2 separate regions of the Rattus norvegicus genome follow, and region 1 is linked to region 2. A link is a contact called in public Hi-C data. All regions are on one chromosome and are shown on one strand. Each heading gives the region's core, a stretch centred on a gene start, on an enhancer-like site or on the middle of the called end of the contact. The rest is flanking DNA. Distances are from core to core; before and after follow the strand shown. Region 1 holds the start of Rnf185 (ring finger protein 185). Region 2 overlaps Limk2 (LIM domain kinase 2).

Region 1 (3,474 bases), core at 149-2,648, 62 kb after region 2:
AAAGTCCTTGAAAAGGATGGCAAATGTGACAACCAGGAAAAGATTACATAAGATCAAGTGTGCTGGCCTCACTGACAAGAGATAGAGACTAAGGAGGAGAGCTCAAGAAAGGCAAACAAAGAAATGTCACATTCAACAGGCATAATGGTACTAAGTAACGAGAGATGCTAGCACTCCAGACTGAAGCAGGAGGATCAGAAGTTCAAGGCCAATTTGAATTGCAAGAGGAGCTTGTGGACAGCCTGAGATCTTCGATATCCTGTCTCAGACCACAAAAGAAGTGTCACAAACATTCCGAAGAGAGAGTTATCCATGGAAAGATAGATTCACAATAAATACTCAGAATAAAAGACTTTCGAATTGGAAAGGACCACCTCCTGTATACTTTCTTTCACAAGGAGACAGTCAATCCTATCAGTGGTCACCTCTGATAAGTCTTCCGTTAAATTCTTATTACTATGTACACATTTGTCTTCCCCTAGAACCCACCTATTTAATCCTAGCTGTATCTCTTTCAGCTGCAAAGATTAAGCGGGAGCCCTCTTTGATATAACCCATCCACCCAATCCCCCCACCCCGCGCCAGCTTTTAAAGATAGTTATTCTCCTCCGGCGTTCTTTCCTAAGCTAGAAGTCTCAAAGATTCCAACGGGCTCCAGCTGCCTCGAATCGAATACCGCATTCACAGCGGGACAGCATTTCAGATGAAACACCAGTAGGTATAGGACTCCCGAGGAGAACATTCAAAAGAAGGTTTCCTAGGATCCAAACCCAGATTCGAAACAAGCTGTCGGGAAAGTCCAGGGCTGAAGAGCCCGCATCCCAGAGGATTTCAGAGCAGGCGCTGTTAAGGATCATGCTTTGAGAAGCAGTGCCCGGTTGGACAAGTGTGGAAACTAGGTTCAGTGAGGTAAAGGACTTGGCCTAGAACGCACAATTAGCAGCGAACTCAAGTCCAGGTCTCCTACGCTTCATCCCAAATCTGTTCACCAAGCTCCTCATCTCTCCACTCAACCAAATCACTAACTACCCACGTGAGACAGTCCCGCCCCCGAGGCTAAGAGGGAGTCAGGGCGAGCCCCTGCCTGGCAAGGAGCTTGAGCGCGCCCTTCCCTTTTCTTGGGCCCTAGTTTGCCCAATCTGTACCCAGGAATGCCAGTCTGATCTTTCTTCTGGGACCTGGACAGAGCCAGACTAGCTGTCTCCTGATCCTTGGTTTCAGGTGCCTCTGTCCCTGAGCCCCGGAAGGGGGTCCCACGCCTCCCGGGCCCGCCGTCCTAGCTCGTCACGTACCTGTCCCCGTAGAGCGAGCGCCAGCGACGCCACCAGTCCGTTCCCCTGTCCCACAGTGGACAAGCCAGTCTTAGAGACGCGTCAGTCAGGAAGATTGAACCTCCGAACCCTCCTACCCGGATCTTGATCACCTGACAAGGAGCCACCTCTATTAGAGCAACTTCCGGTTACAGCCGGAAAAGGCTGGTGTGGCAGCACTGCGTTCCGGCCCAGGCGCCGGGTTCTTAAGTTCCGCCCCGGGACAGGAAGGGGAGGGCTTTCGGCCTTTTCCCAGTGTTTCCTGGAGGAGGAAAAGTAGTTCAATGGGTGGCCTTGCTTGCTTCGCCTGCGTGAGGACTTGGGAATAAATGTGTGTTTGCACTCCAGTTAATCACATCATTCATTCGGGTGCTGGATCAGAACTTCAATATGGTTTTCAAAGCAGGCTTGGGATACGTGAGACCGTGTCGCAAAAAAATGGGCGGAAAGGGCTTCCTTCCTTGCTTTTAAAAAAAAAAAAGTCCTAGAGATACCAGCTTAGAATGCCTTGTATTAGAATGTAGGCAGTGGTTGTTCTGTTTTATTTAAAAAAAAAAAAAAGAGGCCAGGATATGTTTTGGTAGAGGCGCTGGTGAGGTGGGAAGGGTGCCTCAGCGGGCCCATCCTTAGGCATCTCTTCCCCGTGAGGCACCAGCCATACCACGGATATAGTTTGGAATAGTTAATTTAGGGCATGGGAAGTGGAGTTGGGAAGGGAGGAGGGAGAGAGAAGAGGCCGGGCAGGGACGCTTGGAGAGAGGGAGGGAGGGAGAGAGAAGGGGAGAAAGGGGCCAGGGAGAGAAGGAGCAAAGACTATGAAGGAGAGAAGGGGCGAACAGCCCCGTTTATAGTAAGCCAGGCACACCTGGCTGTTGCCAGGTAACTGTGGGCGGAGCCTAGAAGGAACGCTAACAGTGGTGATGAATGGGAATGGGTAAAACGACACAGCTCTCTTGAAGACTCTACTAGCCAAGTCCGTGAATTTTCAGTATCAAAATAATAAAGATAGTAAGAGTATAACTAACTGGAGCCCCGTGAGTTGGTTCAGCAGGTAAAGATGCTTGAGGCCAAACCTGTCAATTCTAGTTCAATCCCCAGAAACCCACCGGGGGGAAGGAGTCTGGCAAGTTATCACCTGACCTTCACATGTGTACAGATACACTTAATAAATACATCTTAATTTATTTTAAAACTATTTTATTTTAAAACTGATTAGATGAGCTTGTGACCAAAGAGGGATTTTTTTTTACAGTAGCAAGTGCATTTTTTTTATATTTAAAAAGTGACTAGAAAAATTGATGTTTTAACTTTCAATGTATAAAAAAAGTTAGTTCAGTGCAGGTGAATGCCTTTGCCGTGCAGCTGTGCTTTTTCGGGAGTGAGGGTGGGGGATACAGAGCAGGCACACCTCATTCTGTAGAACAAGAGGGATCTTCCATCCTGGCCTTGGACAAGCAGGAGTGGTAGCATCCCTGTGTGCAAGCTGAGGTGGGGCTGGCACACCAGCCTTAAAGTATCCTGCACCGGATGGCTTTCAGCTTGCTAGTGTGAAAGCCCAAAGGTGGCAGGTGAGCCTGCACCCTCTCTCCAGAGTTCATGACCTTATCAGTCTCTAGTTTTAGCTCCTCTGTGGAGGACCCAAGGGGACCGTCAGAGTACTCCTCTCCTTCTGTTCCTGGAAAAAGTAAGATTCTCTTGGGGGTTCTTTGGTATTATTTATACAAGAATTTAGAAGGGGCTAAAAGGAAGCCCAAGGATAACTTTGTTAGAGTTTGAGGAAAGCAATAAAGGCTAGTTGAAAACGCCAACAGCTGCCAGGAGATGGAGAAAAACTCACATCTTTTAAACTAGGCATGGGATAGAATTAGATTGCTTAATCGAGATATGGAAAAGGGCAGGTGGTGGCGGTGCATGCCTTTGATCCCAGCACTCAGAAGGCAGAGGTAGGCAGATCTTTGTGAGTTTGAGGCTAGCCTGGTCTACAGAGCAAATTCAAGACAGCAAGTTCTACACAGAGAAACCCAGTCTCAAAAAAAACCAAAAGAGAGGGTAGAAGGGAGGGACGGAAGGAGGGAGGGAGGGAAAGAGAGAGAGTGTGTGAGAAAGAGAGTGTATGAGAAAGAGAGAGAGAGAGAGAGGGAGGGAGGGAGGGAGGGAGGGAGGG
Region 2 (3,266 bases), core at 9-2,508:
AGCACAGGCTCCCTCCCACTGGCATTAGCCCTTCCCCAGAGGGCAGGCACCGTCAAACGCTTCTGACAAGATACGGTTCAGTCTATGTGTGTCACCCTGAGAAAGGCAAGTCAGTCACCAGTGTCCTAGGGTGGTAGGTTCCCTTTGTTAAGGGAGGTAGGGACCAGACCCAATAGTAGCAGTTCAGCTCAGGGCTGTGGAAGATGGACACGGGTAGCATCTCTTTCTCCTAGGACCCTGCTTAACAGGCTAAACTCCTGTGATAAGAGGGAGCCACTGGGAAATGAAGGCTGGGTTGTGGTGATACATCGTGACAACAGCTATTCCAGAGGCCTAGACAGGAGGGCCTCAAACTTGAGGCTCGCCTGAGAAGCTCATGGAAGTGCCAACTTGGACAACTTGGTCTCAAGATAAAGTTCTGTAAGGACCAGGGTCGCAGCTCAGTTGGAAGAACGCGGCAAACTCTGGCTCAACCAGCACAGCATAAGCTAGGCATGGTGGTCCACGCCTGCTGTCTCAGCTCTCAGGTTGGGGGCAAAGCGGATCAGAACTTCAACCTCATCCTCAGCTCTATGCACAAGTTCAAAGCCAGCCTGGGATATGAGACGCTATTAAAAAGAGGGGGGGGGGGCAAGACAGCCAGGTGGGACAGCCAGGTCACCACTCACAGTCCCACAGGCTAACTCCAGCTGCGTTGAGCACGTGCTCTGGTTCTGCTCTTAGCCCCAAGAGGATCTAGGCCAGGAGCCTCAGAGAACAGCTCCAGATTTAGACTCAAAGAAAAGCAGGCCAAAGCCAGGCATGGTGGCACACACCTTTAATCTCAGCACCTGGGAAGCAGAGGCAGTCAGATCTCTGTGAATTTGAGGCCAAGTTGGTCTACAAAGTGAGTCCAGGACAACCAGGGCTGGTTACACTGAGAAACTCTGTCTGGAAAGAAAAGAGAAACAGGAAAAGGAAAAGGAAAAGGAAAAGAGAGAGAGAGAGAGAGAGAGAGAGAGAGAGAGAGAGAGAGAGAGAGAGAAGAAAAGCAGTTCAGAGGCACGCACAGTTTAAACAGAGCCCATGGGAAGGAGAGGAAAAGGAACAAGGGCTGGTCAGCCATGTGTGTGGCAGATCAGAGGAATCCTGGCCAAGTGTCAATGCCCTGAGCTACCTCCAGGGGACCTGTGAGTTGAACTCCACCCAACAGGCCCTGGTTCCAGTCTTAAGATGTCCTGGGCACAGGAGAACCAGGGAAGGCTTTCTGAGGTGGGACTGTAGACGTCATTCTAGATCACCATGGAACACAGTTAAGGAGGGGAGGGGTAGAGGTTGGACCAAATCCCAGCAGTCTGTTCATTCAAAATCTAGCCTCACCCAGGGAGAACAAAGGTGTTGAGGGGAGACATCTGCTTCCTTTTCTTTAACTTTGGCCCAGCTGGGAAGACCAGGGCTGGACGGAAGTCACGAAGAATGAACTTCTCTCAGCACAGAGGGAGGGAAGATCCTGCCTCCAGCCAGCCTGTACCAGATACTCTAAACTTCACCAGAACTGCAGGAGAACTGGGTGAAAAGATTGTAAAAGACTATTCGGGCTCCTTAGCCCCACATCCCCCTTAGCCCAGGTTGCCCCTGGGGTCAAACCAATAGCCCTTCCCAGCTCTGAAGAGCTTTCCCTGACTTGGGTTAAAGTGAAATTGGATCCAGAAGACCGGAAACCCTCCTCAGGGCAAATGAGCACCCTCTGTGGAAGGCCACCAGGGCACTGATTTCTACCATGAGAAAGTTCACAAGATGAGAGATGCTCTCCTTCAGGAGAGCTATCACAGAGCCGTCTAGGCAGAGCCGTCAGGAACCCACACTCTACCACCCCTCCCTTTCCCCGCCCCATCCCCATGGGCACGAGCTTTGATTTACAGCACCACAGTAGTTCAAAGATGCCATCCAGAAACTCCACAACCAGAGGTGTGAGTGTGTACCTGTAGGTGTGTAGATGCACGCTCTTCAGTGTTTGATCCAGTACTCCCGACAAGCCTGCGAGGTCATGTCCTTATCTTCATTTTAAAAGGGCAGAAGCCACCTAAGGCCACACAATACCTGAAAGGCTCTGCTGAGCCCTTGATCTCACTCTATAGCTTGCACCCACATGCTAACACGATTTACTTTTGTTTTGTTTTGTTTTTAAGACAGGGTTTCTCTGTGTAGCCGTGGCTGTCTTGGAACTCACTCTGTAGACTGGGCTGGCCTCAGAGATCCGACTGCCTCTGCCTTCCAAGTGCTGGGACTAAAGGTGTACACCATGGCTGCCACCACCACTGCCACCACCGCTGTTGCCACCAACTGCATACTTTTTTTTTCTTTTAAAGGCAGGGTACTGCTGTGTAGCTTAGGCTGGCTTCAAACTCAGAACCTTCCACCTCAGTTTTCTGGGAGCTGGAATGACAGGTATGCCACCCCACCCATACATTTCTCTTCACGCCCTCACAAGCAAACATCCGATCAAAACTGCAAAGGGTTCAGTTTGCAGGCCAGCTCTTGGCACCCACAGTGTGAGTGACCCTGAGCTGTCTTCTACTCCTCGGTGGGTGTGACGGGCAGTCTCTCCTAGTCATGAGAAGTAACAAGAACTAGCCAGGTGTGGCAGCACATAACCCTGGGTGTGCAGAGCCAGTTCTAGGACATCCAGGACTGCACAGAGAAACCCTGTCTGGAAGCCCCACACTTCCCACCAAAAAAAAGAAAAAACAACAATAAAAAAAAAAAACAAAAAAAAACAAACCCCACCAGGGCAGCTTTTCTACCCTGCCTTGCTGGTCTGAACAGAAAATAATGCTATGACTAGGAATGTGGCAGGAACACATTAGATTGTGTGGTCGATGCCAAAGCAAGGCTGACCTCAGCCATGAATGGAAAGGAAGTTCCTAAGACGTTACCTACAGGGCCGCTTAAGGCTCCAACAGCCACTGCTTCTATATGTACAACAGCCCAGGAGAAGCAGAGGGAGGAGAATCCAAGGCCATTGGAACCACAGGGAAAGCAAGAAGTCTGGGTTGAAGCTGAAAGGAGAGAAACCATTGGTGCCTCTCCAGCTTTCAGTGGCCCGATTTCTCTGGGCCCACCTCTACCTTGAACTTGGAGGGTGGAGGACAGCAAACACAGGAAGCTCCACTGTTTTGACAGCACAGACAGCTGTGTGTCCAGCTCACATTGCACAGTCTCTGTTAGCATCCATCTATCTCATTGTTAGACACGGGCACAGATAGAGGACGGGGCAGCCTCTACCG

What was found. A called contact is a pair of places that touch in the nucleus more often than the background predicts.
Region 1: a Hi-C map of frontal cortex shows a contact between it and region 2, with 3 times the contacts expected there. The contact joins the promoter of Rnf185 here to the enhancer-like site in region 2. A contact is called at or near these places in 3 of 12 Hi-C or Micro-C datasets (frontal cortex, liver and mammary epithelial cells).

Annotation. Positions count from the first base shown.
Region 1 is chr14:82,552,068-82,555,541 of GRCr8, forward strand. It overlaps Rnf185 (ring finger protein 185), which reads right to left and starts at 1,399. Exons shown (of 7, transcript NM_001024271.1): 1 at 1,293-1,399. LOC134481864 (a long non-coding RNA gene) reads left to right here and starts at 617. Exons shown (of 2, transcript XR_010057729.1): 1 at 617-909; 2 at 1,222-1,657.
Region 2 is chr14:82,489,898-82,493,163 of GRCr8, forward strand. All of the region lies in intron 2 of Limk2 (LIM domain kinase 2), which reads right to left. Among named protein-coding and RNA genes, the nearest start is that of Rpl7-ps1, 16 kb to the left of the region's middle. Within about 2 kb of position 1,259, at least 19 of the 93 cell types and tissues checked have an H3K27ac peak or open chromatin away from gene starts, as enhancers often do.